Regions from separate parts of the Podarcis muralis genome. Here region 1 is linked to region 2. A link is a contact called in public Hi-C data. All regions are on one chromosome and are shown on one strand. Each heading gives the region's core, a stretch centred on a gene start, on an enhancer-like site or on the middle of the called end of the contact. The rest is flanking DNA. Distances are from core to core; before and after follow the strand shown. Region 1 holds the start of SLC33A2 (solute carrier family 33 member 2). Region 2 holds the start of VPS28 (VPS28 subunit of ESCRT-I).

The links. Hi-C and Micro-C count contacts between places; a contact is called where the count stands out from the background.
Region 1: a contact with region 2 is called in a Hi-C map of blood, with 4 times the contacts expected there. The contact joins the promoter of SLC33A2 here to the promoter of VPS28 in region 2. A contact is called at or near these places in 2 of 3 Hi-C or Micro-C datasets (blood and tail).

Annotation. Positions count from the first base shown.
Region 1 is chr8:2,047,409-2,053,610 of rPodMur119.hap1.1, forward strand. SLC33A2 (solute carrier family 33 member 2) reads right to left here and starts at 4,445. Exons shown (of 6, transcript XM_028735997.2): 1 at 4,319-4,445; 2 at 417-1,116. The coding sequence starts at 1,095. RECQL4 (RecQ like helicase 4) reads right to left here. Exons shown (of 25, transcript XM_028735990.2): 25 at 6,117-6,202.
Region 2 is chr8:1,826,863-1,833,462 of rPodMur119.hap1.1, forward strand. VPS28 (VPS28 subunit of ESCRT-I) reads right to left here and starts at 3,415. Exons shown (of 10, transcript XM_077932671.1): 1 at 3,269-3,415; 2 at 1,102-1,190. The coding sequence starts at 1,138. It also overlaps the pseudogene LOC144328655.

The DNA of each region.
Region 1 (6,202 bases), core at 3,195-5,694, 220 kb after region 2:
AGACACACAGGCTGTAGAGGCCTAATTTCCAGAGAAACGATCTCTGTTGTAACTCTGGGGGTGGGTCACAAGATGCAGGCTAACTCAGTTACTTAAAAAAAGCACGGGGGTTGCAGTCCGAAACATCTGGAAGTCACTAGGCTGGAGAAACCGGAAGAGCTAAGAAGCTGAAGGTGCTTAAGAGGAGGTGCATTCAAAACTAGAGTGTCCTCACCCTCAACTCTCACACCTGAAACGGCATCAACTTGGAAGGTCTACATCATGTAACTTTGCTGAGCTGCACACAATATCCCCATGTTTACTCTCTCCCCATTAGCCTGGACCCCTTTCCCAAAGACGCACTGTGCATGTCCTAACAGATCAACCATTTGGCTCACCAGCATAATCTGCAGCTGCAAGTCTTTAGAAGGACTCACCCAACTTATAGAGCAGCACCAAACCAACAGTCCAAAGAGTGTCCGGCACCTTGAGAAGCTCTTGGAGCATGAGGCAGGGGTTTAAGGTTCTGAACCTGACCCAACTGTATTGAGGATCGAACCTCACTTTCAGTTTTAGGTTAGCATTCCAGGTGACACCAATGGCCACAACATAAAGAAGGGCCAGGCCCACAAAGAGGGTCTGCCAGCCCAGGTGATGGAGGAAAGTGAGCAGGCCCCCTCCTGCCAAGACGGAGCCCAGCTTGTAGGCCACGACCTGGATGGTGTTGCCGTACCCAATCTCATGTTGCGTCAGCAGCTGGATGGCAATCGCGTCCACTGCAACGTCCTGGATGGAGGCGCAGAAGTTCATGAGAAGGAGGACGATGGCCACCGGGAAGAAGTTTGTCTCGGGGGCCATGAGGGAGCAGGCCAGGCAGGCCAGCACGAAGCCATACAGGGTGAGCAGCAGCCATGTCCTCTTGGTTAAGTAATGGTCCACCAGGGGTGCCCAGAGCATCTTGAGAATCCAGGGCAAATAAACCACCTTAGACAGGCTGATCTTGGTAAAGGAGAGGCCCAGCGTGCGGAAGTAGATAGGCAGCAGCCCAGACTGGAGCCCATACGGGATGCCTTGGACAAAATACAGCATTGCGAGGACAGCATACTTGGCGTTCATCCTTCAGGAACTGCCATCCACCTGCAGGGAGAACAAGCAAAGATGGGCAGAGCTCAACAGGCTGAGGGATCTGTACCTTCATGTGCATCCAGGAGAAGTGTAGGTATTCAAGGACCAGAGGGAATAATAATAATAATAATAATAATAATAATAATAATAATAATAATAATAATAATTTATTATTTGTACCCCGCCCATCTGGCTGGGTTTCCCCAGCCACTCTGGGCGGCTTCCAACAAAGATAAAAAATACACTAAAATGTCACATATTAAAAACTTCCCTGAACAGGGCTGCCTTCAGATGTCTTCTGAATGTCAGGTAGTTGTTTATCGCTTTGACATCTGATGGGAGGGCGTTCCACAGGACGGGCGCCACTACCGAGAAGGCCCTCTGCCTGGTTCCCTGTAACTTGACCTCTCGTAGTGAGGGAACCGCCAGAAGGCCCTCGGAGCTGGACCTCAGTGTCCGGGCAGAACGATGGGGGTGGAGACGCTCCTTCAGAGGGAAAGGGAGTTTGCCCATTGATAGTTTTGGAAAGAACTCAGAGGCTAGACATGTTATACACAAATAATGAAAATGAGACGGCATGGATTTAGCTTTCTCTGCCCAGCATATTTTGCAACTTATGGGCGCTGTTAGAGAGACACAATGATTTCCCAGGTAGATACCTGGTCAACCTAATATTCTAGAAAGAACAGGGGAGAGTCTGGGTACGGTGGCATGGCTTCACAGAATGGAATTGCCCCGGTAGATGAAAGACGGGACTTGAAAACGTTCATTGTTTTTATTTTAAAATACCTGAAAGTTGCCTTTGGCCAGTAACCTCCAGGTTGCTAATGAAACTTACTGAAACATAAGAAAGTCACACAACTTTATACAAATATTTGAGAAAACCCGTAAGATATCTTCTTGTATCTTAGCTTTTTGATTGGCTGCAGAAGCCAACACCCTACCCTACCCTGCTCTCCTGTCATTGGTGGAAAATAAATTACAAAGGGTAATTCAGTCTTATTATTATTGTTTTACTTCTGATATAATTGATTTCATACCCTTTAACATGGCACAGCTGAAAATTGAGATAACACTGCATTTTAATATTGCTTGTTACGCACTTAAAGGCTTTACTACAATCAACTGGTATATAAATTTTGTTAAATGAATAAAATAAGATTTGAGGTCTTTATTTTACATATTCTTGTTTAGCTTTAAAATGACACAATATGGTACTGGAATCATTTTATTTTACCATGGGCTGTAAGCAGGAAGGACATAATAGACCTTTAATAGCCATTAATCATCTCCTGCCTACCTTCTCTGTTGGACACAACAATGTATTCAAAACACCCACTTTACCATTGAGTTTTTACATGTGCTCGGTCCTTAATGTATATAATTTTATCAGCAGTTAGCATTTAATCCTTAAAGGTAAAGGTACCCCTGCCCGTACGGGCCAGTCGTGTCCGACTCTAGGGTTGTGCGCTCATCTCACTTAAGAGGCCGGGGGCCAGCGCTGTCCAGAGACACTTCCGGGTCACGTGGCCAGCGTGACAAGCTGCATCTGGCGAGCCAGAGCCGCACACGGAAACGCCGTTTACCTTCCCGTTAGTAAGCGGTCCCTATTTATCTACTTGCACCCGAGGGTGCTTTCGAACTGCTAGGTTGGCAGGCGCTGGGACCGAAAGACGGGAGCTCACCCTGCTGCGGGGATTCGAACCGCCGACCATGCGATCGGCAAGTCCTAGGCACTGAGGTTTTACCCACAGCGCCACCCGCGTCCCTATTTAATCCTTAGAGTACGCTAATAGAATCTGATCAGAGTTTTCCAACAGGATGGAGGTATATAAATTCATGCATGATATGGAGAAAATGGGTAGAGTTTTTCTCCCTTTCTCAAAAGACTAGAAATTGTGGACCTCCAATAAAACTTAATGCTGAAAGATTCAGGACAGACAAAATAAAGCATTTATTCATATAACGCACAGCTAAACTACGGAGTTTGTTCCCACAAAAGATAGCGATGACCACCAACTTGGATGGCTTTAAAAGAGAATTAGACAAATTCATGGAGAAAACAGCTACCAGCGGCAACTAGCCACAAGGGTTATACTCTGCTTCTGCTGTTAAAGGCAGTGTGCCTCTGAATAACAGCTGCTGGAAACCTCAGGAGCAGAGCATGCTCTTGAACTCAGGTCTTGCTTGCAGGCTTCCCATACTGGGCATCTGGTCGGCCACTGTGAGAAGAGGATACTGGATACATTAGATCCTGTAACCTAGGAAGCTCCTTTCTAGCAGATCAGAATATTTGTTTGACCAGCCCAGTGGAACCGGCACTGTTGCAGGTCCCACAAAACACCCATTCCACATTTGTAAGAACTTGATCTTTTAGTGTGGTGGCACCTACACTTTGGAACTCCCTGCCTACTGACATCAGGCAGGTCCTTCACTGTACTCTTTTCGGTGCCTTTGTGGTCTTGTTATCTGATTTCTTTCCGCAGGGCCTGTAAGGCAGAGTTGTTCCGCCTGGCCTTTGGCTCGGAGCCAATTTGATTCCCTCCCCCTCTTTCTTTCCCCCCCTGCGATGAGGCTGCATTCTAATGTTTCAATTAATTTTATAATGAATGTTTTAGAATGTTGGATTATTTTTATTGTTGTTAGCCGCCCTGAGCCCAGCTTCGGCTGGGGAGGGCGGGATATAAATAAAATTTATTTATTTATTTATTTATTAATGTTGCATCTTAATCTTGTTTTTAAGTTGTGTTCATTCAACTTGTTTTTATTATCGCTTGTTAGCTTGTTAGCCTTGGCTGGGGAGGGCGGGGTATAAATAAAAATTATTATTATTATTATTATTTTAACCTTTTTTTCGTAAACCACTTTGGGGCGTTCTTGTTTTGGCAATCGTGCAGGGTATGAATTCAGAATAATTGAATAAATGCCAAATGTACACGGAAGCTCACAGACCTACATTGTGTCACCCCCCTACTTCCCAAAAACGAAGCTTCCCCAGCCCCCACAAGAACCCCTGTGGCACCAGCAGGACTCAGCATCACTGGGTTGCCAGCCTCCCTGGCAGCATCCCCGAGGCGAGTGGTCCAGCTTCCCCTCCGTTGCCATGGCAACCCCCTCCCCACCGCCCCTTCCGCGCTTCAGCCGCTAGAGGGCGCCGCTGCGCCGCCCCTTTCCGCCCCCCTCCCTCTCCTTCCCCGCCGCTCGCGGGACCCACATAAAAGTCCAGCCGCTCCGCTTCTCCCGTTTCCGCGGCCAACAGCGAGAGCGGAAACGCCGCCGCCGCCCTCAGAGAAACGGAACCAGGCCCAGACCATGAGCGCAGGTACACTTCCGGTCAAGGAGAGGGAAACGAGGAAAGCCTCCCTTTCAGACCGGAAAAGGCGCTCCGTCGGTGAGGCTTCGCGGCCCTTCTAGGCGGCGCCTCTCGGTTATAATAATTTATAATAATAATAATTTATTATTTATACCCCGCCCATCTTAACTTCGCTCAGTCAAAGGGCACAGTCTCTCTGCAAAGGCCGAGACTTCCGGTTGTCGATCGAAAGCGGGCTTTGGCACAAGCGTAGAGTGGCGCCGCTCTATCCTTTTTTACTTCTCTAGCGGTGCAGGATTCAACCCCCAAAGGCGCACCCCTCCGTTGTCTCTCGAGACAGAGGGATGCCAACAACGGCGCAGGCTCACTTTGCTTTGAAGAGGCAGAGTTCGACCGAGTACCGGTAGTGTTCATAAGGACTTCATTGAAACTGTGTCCCCTTTGGGTCAGGGGACCATAGAAGTAGAAAACAGCAAGAGGTCATCATCTCGTTTCAGTACTTGACAAGCCGCGTCCAGCGCTGCCAATAAAGGACACTAAGATGATGCTGTTAAGGTGCTACACTCAATATGCCAGCAAGTTTGGAAAACTCAGCAGTGGCCAGAGGATTGGAGAAGATCAGTCTACATCCCAATCCCAAAGAAGGGCAGTGCCAAAGAATGCTCCAACTACCGCACAATTGCACTCATTTCACATGCTAGCAAGGTTATGCTTAAAATTCTACAAGGAAGGCTCAAGCAGTATGTGGATTGAGAACTCCCAGAAGTGCAAGCTGGATTTAGAAGAGGCAGAGGAACCAGAGACCAAATTGCAAACATGCGCTGGATTATGGAGAAAGCTAGAGAGTTCCAGAAAGACATCTACTTCTGCTTCATTGACTATGCAAAAGCCTTTGACTGTGTCGACCACAGCAAACTATGGCAAGTTCTTAAAGAAATGGGAGTGCCTGATCACCTCATCTGTCTCCTGAGAAATCTCTATGTGGGACAAGAAGCTACAGTTAGAACTGGATATGGAACAACTGATTGGTTCAAAATTGGGAAAGGAGTGCGACAAGGCTGTATATTGTCCCCCTGCTTATTTAACTTATATGCAGAATTCATCATGCGAAAGGCTGGACTGGATGAATCCCAAGCCGGAATTAAGATTGCTGTAAGAAATAACAACAACCTCAAATATGCAGATGACACAACCTTGATGGCAGAAAGTGAGGAGGAATTAAAAAACCTTTTATTGAGGGTGAAAGAGGAGAGTGCAAAATATGGTCTGAAGCTCAACATCAAAAAGACTAAGATCATGGCCACTGGTCCCATCACCTCCTGGCAAACAGAAGGGGAAGAAATGGAGGGAGTGGGAGATTTTACTTTCTTGGGCTCCATGATCACTGCAGATGGTGAGAGCAGTCACGAAATTAAAAGACGCCTGCTCCTTGGGAGAAAAGCAGTGACAAACCTAGACAGTAGAGGCATCACCTTGCCAACAAAGGTCCGTATAGTTAAAGCTATAGTTTTCCCCGTAGTGACGTATGGAAGTGAGAGCTGGACCATAAAGGAGGCTGATCACTGAAGAATGGATGCTTTTGAATTCTGGTGCTGGAGGAGACTCTTGAGAGTCCCATGGACTGCAAGAAGATCAAACCTACTACTATTAAATTCCTCACCTGTTTAGTTCCTGCTCAAATAGATGGGAAGGCTGCATATAAACTTCTTTGTATATTTATTAAGGCAAATGTACAAAAAGGATGTGGGGGAATTGAGAGAAAAATCAGTGCTAAATTAAGACTGT
Region 2 (6,600 bases), core at 2,165-4,664:
GGAAATACATGAGACCAACTTTGCTCCCAAACTGCTGCCATGAACATGAGAAATGTTCTCCAGATGCTTGTCGGATTTGAGCCTCTGCCCTCCTGTGATTTCCAGCAACTGCCTCTGACTTTAGAGGCAGAGTACAGTCATGCCTCGGGTTAAATACGCTTCGAGTTGAGCGCATTCAAGTTGCGCTCCTCGGCAACCCGGAAGTAACAGAGCATGTTACTTGCGGGTTTCGCCACTTGCGCATGCGCTCAAAATGACGTTGCGCGCATATGCAGAAGCGGCAAAAAGCGATGCGCATGTGCACATACGTGCCGTCGCTAGTTACGTTTACCTCTACATGCCAGCGGGGCTCCGGAACGGATCCCGTTCGTATCTAGAGGTACCACTGTATAACCATCGTGGTTAACAGTCACAGATTGCCCTCTCCTCTTTCCTTACGCCAGAACACAAAAGAATTTGGAAGTGGAGCCCAAGATCAGTGGGGGTTTGGAGACACCATGCCTAGCACACAGGTTATATACACAGCATCCTTGCCATTTATTTTTAGGCTTCTCTTCAAGATCGTATGCCAACACACCTATTCAGCGGTTTATAAATTCTTTCAGGTTGCGCAAGTCCCTTTTAAGATTACAGTCATACCTTGGGTTACAAACGCTTCAGGTTGCGTTTTTTTGGGTTACGGACCCACCGAAACCCGGAAATACCGGAACGGGTTACTTCCGGGTTTCGGCGGTTGCACATGCGCAGAAGTGCTAAATCGTGCTTTGCGCATGTGCAGAAGCGCCGAATCAAAACCTGTACATGCGCAGACGCGGCACTGCGGGTTGCAAACGTGCCTCCCGCACGGATCACATTCGCAACCCAAGCGTCCACTGTATCTCGTATTGATGGTATTTAATATTTTATCACACTGACATATTTTGCTGTACACTGCCTTGATATTTTATGTGAAGGGGCGATTGATACATATTTTTATAAAGAAATATATAAAAACACTTCACACAAAAAACCAACCCTGCATATCAAGAACTCAAAGTCCAAGAAGTCCCTGCATTTGCTCTGGCCACCCCAGAATTAGCTCAAAAGCAGCACTGGACTCACCTCCCATCCCAGGGGCTGCTGGGATTCCATGAAACATTCTTCCTCCGTGGGTCCGCAGCTGAGATCCAAAGTACCAACACGCAAGGTGCCTGAGATAAGAGCAGGTAAGAAGTCACAGCTAAACCTCCCTCCGCATTTGTTCATTTGCTGATTTTGTATTCCAAGTGGCTGGGGAAACCCAGCCAGATGGGTGGGGTATAATTATTATTATTATTATTATTATTATTATTATTATTATTTTGTATATATTATTATATCTATGGGCTACTTTTAAAATGAGGCTGCATTTTAAATTGCATTTTAACCTGTATTTTAAATTGGGGTTGTTGTTTTTTCCTATTATGTTTTTACTGTAATTTTACTGGTGCTAGCCACCCTGAGCCAGGCTCTGGCCGGGGAGGGTGGGGTATAAATAAAATTTATTATTGTTATTATTAATTGAGGTGATTCAGACCAGGCCAGCTCTCCAGGGAGGGAGGGGGCGGAGCAGCATCCACGTCTTTCCCCCCTCAAATTCAAATTCCTGCCATCCGGGGAGGGAAAGAAGAGACATGTCAAAGAAAATGAGTGTTGAAGAGAAGAGAATACGGATGATGGAAATGTTTTTTGAAACACTGCTATGTCGGTGAAGGAGGTCTTACAGAGCTTAGTCGATGATTGTATGGTGGACATGGACAGGATTCAGACTTCAAATTATTTTTGGGCTTTTCCAAGTAAAGCTCTTCATGCAAGAAAGCCTAAACTGGAGGAACTGCAGAATCAGTTCTCAAAATATAGCCAAAAGAAAAAAAAAGCCTACAAGAAACCATTGAGAAATCAAAAATTGGGCGCCAAGACACAGCACTCATAAAGGAACTTACTGCCCTTAGTCAGAAGAGAGACCAATTAAAGGCAGAAATAGATAAATACAAAGAACGTGATCCGGATATTGTTGAAGAAATCCGTCAAGCAAGCAAGCAGATAAATAAATAAATAAATAAATAAAAGCCAACAGATGGACTGATAATATCTTTGCAGCAAAATCTTGGGTGAAACGGAAGTTTGCATTTGAAGAGAGCAAACATGACAAAACATTTGGCATTCCTGAAGACTTTTTGACTACATCGATTAGAAAGGTTTAGTAAGAATGGCAAGTAATTTGATATTGTTTGAGAGATTTCGTTTTCATTCTGAAACTTCTTTTTCTTTTGCCATTATTTGTATTTTGGTTAACAACTCCGCCCCCCCCCCCAGCAGCAGCAGCAGCAACAACAACAACCCTGTGAGGGAGGCAGGCAGGCAGGAGGGAAGAGAGAGGAGAAGGGATGGAGGGGGGAGCGCATTCTGGCTGGCCCATTGACTGACGGACAGATGATGGACCCACGGAGAGCCAAGGGGCGTCCTGGCGGTGGCGGGGGGGGGCGTCCACGGATGTCAAGGCAATAAACACTTTACTTTTAAAAGACAACTGAAGGCGGCCCTGTTTAGGGAAGATTTTAATGTGTGGTGCTGTATTGTTTTTAATATTCAGTTGGAAGCCGAACACAGTGGCTGGGGAAACCCAACCAGATGGGCGGGGTATAAATATATTATTATTATTATTATTATTATTATTATTATTATTATTATTATTAATCTTATATATTATTATATCTATGGGCTACTTTTAAAAGAAGGCTGCATTTTAAATTGTATTTTAAATTGGGTCCCCATCCCCCCATTATGTTTTTACTGAAATTTTACCTGAGCCCGGCTCTGGCCAGGGAGGGCGGGCTATAAATAAATTTTATTATTATTATTATTATTATTATTATTATTATTATTATTATTATTATTATTTGAGGTGATTCAGGTCAGGCCAGCTCTGCCCCCCCCCAGCAGCACCAACAACAACCCTGTGAGGGAGGCAGGAGAGAAGAGAGAGAAGGGATGGAGGGGGGGGGGAATCCTGACTGACGGGCGACGGACCCACGGAGAGCCAAGGGGCGTCCTGGCGGTGGGGGAAGCTGCCCCAGGTCTGAGAGAGCAATGGCGCCCCCCTCCCCAAATAAGAGAGGGAGAAGGCGAGCGGGGGCCGCATCCCCACAAGGGCCCCCCGAGGACCAGCCCCCCCCCCAGCGCCCCCCTCTCAAACCTCGGCCCCCCCCCCCCGTCAAGGGCTGCCCCCCACAGAAGCTCAAGGCCTTACCCGGCTCCGGCTGCTTTCTTTCTTTCCCCACTTCCGGGAAAATGGCGCCCCGCCTCCGATCGATAGCTCGGCGCGCTCCCTTCCCCCTGCGGGGCTCGGCGCTCGTTTCGTCAGGCCTGGCGGCCCCAGAGCGCGTCTCGGGCTATAGATCTACGACTTTAGAGCTCTCGCACGCACGTGGTGATTCCGGGTTCGCTGCGGGCGAGGCTCGTCTCTAGCATTGATATGATACCCAGCTCTTCTTCTTTTTTTTATAATAATATTTATTGCTTTTACAACAATTTAAACACTTACAAAAGAAAAAACAAAGAAAAAACAGTACATTATAATACAAAAACACTACATAGAAATTAACAAAACAAAACAAATTAAAAACACATCAAAAGAAAGAAGGAAAAAAGAAAAAACTTCCAATATCTTATCATTCTTTCCCATATTTCCACGGCCTCCTCACACCTCCCTTTTTGTATTCCACTTCTATTAATTATTTCAGCAATTCCTTACCATCTTCCCCTGTTTTCTATCCTATAATTATCTTAACACCTTTTCACCTTATTTTCCTTTAATACTCTATTAATCTATTTATACTTAATTCCTTATAACATTTCTGCTGAAGCCATATCACTTCATTCCAACATTCTTCTAACATTCATGGATTTTACAATATTTCTATAAATAGTCTTTAAACTTTTCCCAGTCTTCTTCCACCGAGATATGATACCCAGCTCTACCTCTCTTTCAAATCAGAACCAGGGAAGGTCCTGTGTGAGTGCCTGGAGGCGGTTGGAGGATGGATGGCGGCCAACGGATTGAGGTTGAATCCTGACAAGACAGAAGTACTATTTTTGGGGGACAGGGGGCGGGCAGGTGTGGAGCACTCCCTGGTCCTGAATGGGGCAACTGTGCCCCTGAAGGACCAGGTGCGTAGCCTGGGGGTCATTTTGGACTCACAGCTGTCCATGGAGGCGCAGGTCAATTCTGTGTCCAGGGCAGCTGTCTACCAGCTCCATCTGGTACGCAGGCTGAGACCCTACCTGCCTGCAGACTGTCTCGCCAGAGTGGTGCATGCTCTGGCTATCTCCCGCTTGGACTACTGCAATGCGCTCTACGTGGGGCTACCTTTGAAGATGACCCGGAAACTGCAATTAATCCAGAATGCGGCAGCTAGACTGGTGACTGGGAGCAGCCGCCGAGACCACATAACACCGGTCTTGAAAGACCGACATTGGCTCCCAGTATGTTTCCGAGCACAATTCAAAGTGTTGGTGCTGACCTTTAAGGCCTTTAACGGCCTCGGTCCTGTATACCTGAAGGAGCGTCTCCATCTCCATCGTTTTACCCAGACGCTGAGGTCCAGCGCCGAGGGCCTTCTGGCGGTTCCCTCACTGCAAGAAGCCAAGTTACAGGGAACCAGGCAGAGGACCTTCTCGGTGGTGGCGCCCGCCCTTTAGAACGCCCTCCCACCAGATGTCAAAGAGAAAAACAACTACCAGACTTTTAGAAGACATCTGAAGGCAGCCCTGTTTAGGGAAGCTTTTAATGTTTGATGTATTACAGTATTTTAATATTTTTTTGGAAGCCGCCCAAAGTGGCTGGGGAAGCCCAGCCAGATGGGCAGGGTATAAATAATAAATTATTATTTTTATATTATTATTATTATTATTATTAGGGATGGCGGGGAAGGAAGCTGCCCGGGTCGCCAACCCCCATTCCATGCCAAGGGCAGCTTTTGGGGGTATGGTTCTGAACGCCTCGCTCTAAAGGGATGTTGCAATGCAGAGGCGGAAGAGGTTCAAGGGGGAAAAGGGTCTCCCCAATGACCCAGGGGGCGGGTTGCCATGCGTCCGGATTTTCCCGGGCACACAGGATCCCGGATGGAAATCTGTTAAATGTGCTCAAGTATTCCAATAGGCCTGGAGTAAATTTATACATCATTTGAAAGATTATTGCAAGCAATGGACATCACTAGCAGGCTTGTCTGAAGACTTGTAATGAGAATTTTTCTACCAGTTTTTATTTAAATTTTGAGCCATTTTCTAATGAGTGTAATTAGAACTGGAACGTACGAAATGCAATGATATAAAGGCTAATTTTGAAAGCCATGAGGCAGGAGGGAAGGAAGTCGGCAGGCGGTAAAGTGGATAATGATATGATCGATTTTCCATGTTATAAGAAAAATACCACTCCCTTTCCCATATGGGCATAGCTGTCAATGTTTCCCTTTTTTAAAGGGAAATTCCCTTATTCCAAATAGGATTCCTTGCAAGAAAAGGGAAAAGTTGCCAGCTATGCTTATGGGGTATTCCAGAGCCCGTATAGAGTCCTTAAGAGGGTTCCCTATCGGTAGGAGAAAATAACAGAGGCCAGCCAGAGAATATTGAGAAGCAAAGCGGCTAGTAAGCCTGATCTTTATTGATCTGTTGCAACAGTGTCCTCTCACCACACGCAGGAGAGCCCTGAACAATGGTGCACAAGCCCTTATATATACTTTTGAAATTGCCCACCCTGTAGCTCAAGACCACCCCCCAAAACATCATACATACATCACTGAAAGAGGCGGTCTACAGCAGAAATCCTGTCTTCCAGGATACCTGATAATGGTCACTGATTGCTTTACCTGGGCAGCCTGGCCATTCCTTTTGAGATGCTAAATACTTACTTCCAGAATCCAGGTCACAGGCTCACCCTATTCATACACAATACACCCTTAAGACAGGATTTGTGAGCAAAGAAGACTATGGGGAGCTTTTCCTTCCTCACGGCAGAGAATTTTTGAGGTGGCTGGAAGAGTCAAAATGTCTTCAGGTTTGTTCTCTTGTACTATTTCAGACATGTGGTTTATATACTTATGTTCATAAATCTACAAGGCAAATACATACATATGATTTATATTTATGAGACCTTAGAATTCCTATAACACATACAAATAGCTCAAAAACGGCATTAGCCCAAAAAACTCATCAACTTTGGGCAAAAAAAAGAGAAAGCTGCTCAATAACTTTTGGCCTCTATTCCAGGGGATGGAATGACTGCCCCATAAAAAATGGCTGCAGCATTTGGCACTGCATGACAGAAGTTCTTAAAACTATGCCTGATATGTAGAAAGTGACTAGAAAATGTTCCCCTCTCTCCTATCAGCACAACTCACGGACACTGACAAGGCTGAATGTTGGAAGATTCAGGATGGATAAAAGGAAGAAATGTGCATGCACATGAAAGCTCATACCAATAACAAACTTAGTTGGTCTCTATAAGGTGCTACTGGAAGGAATTTTTTTTGTTTCAGATAAAAGGAAGTCCTTCACGCAGCACAGAATTAAACTCTGGAACTC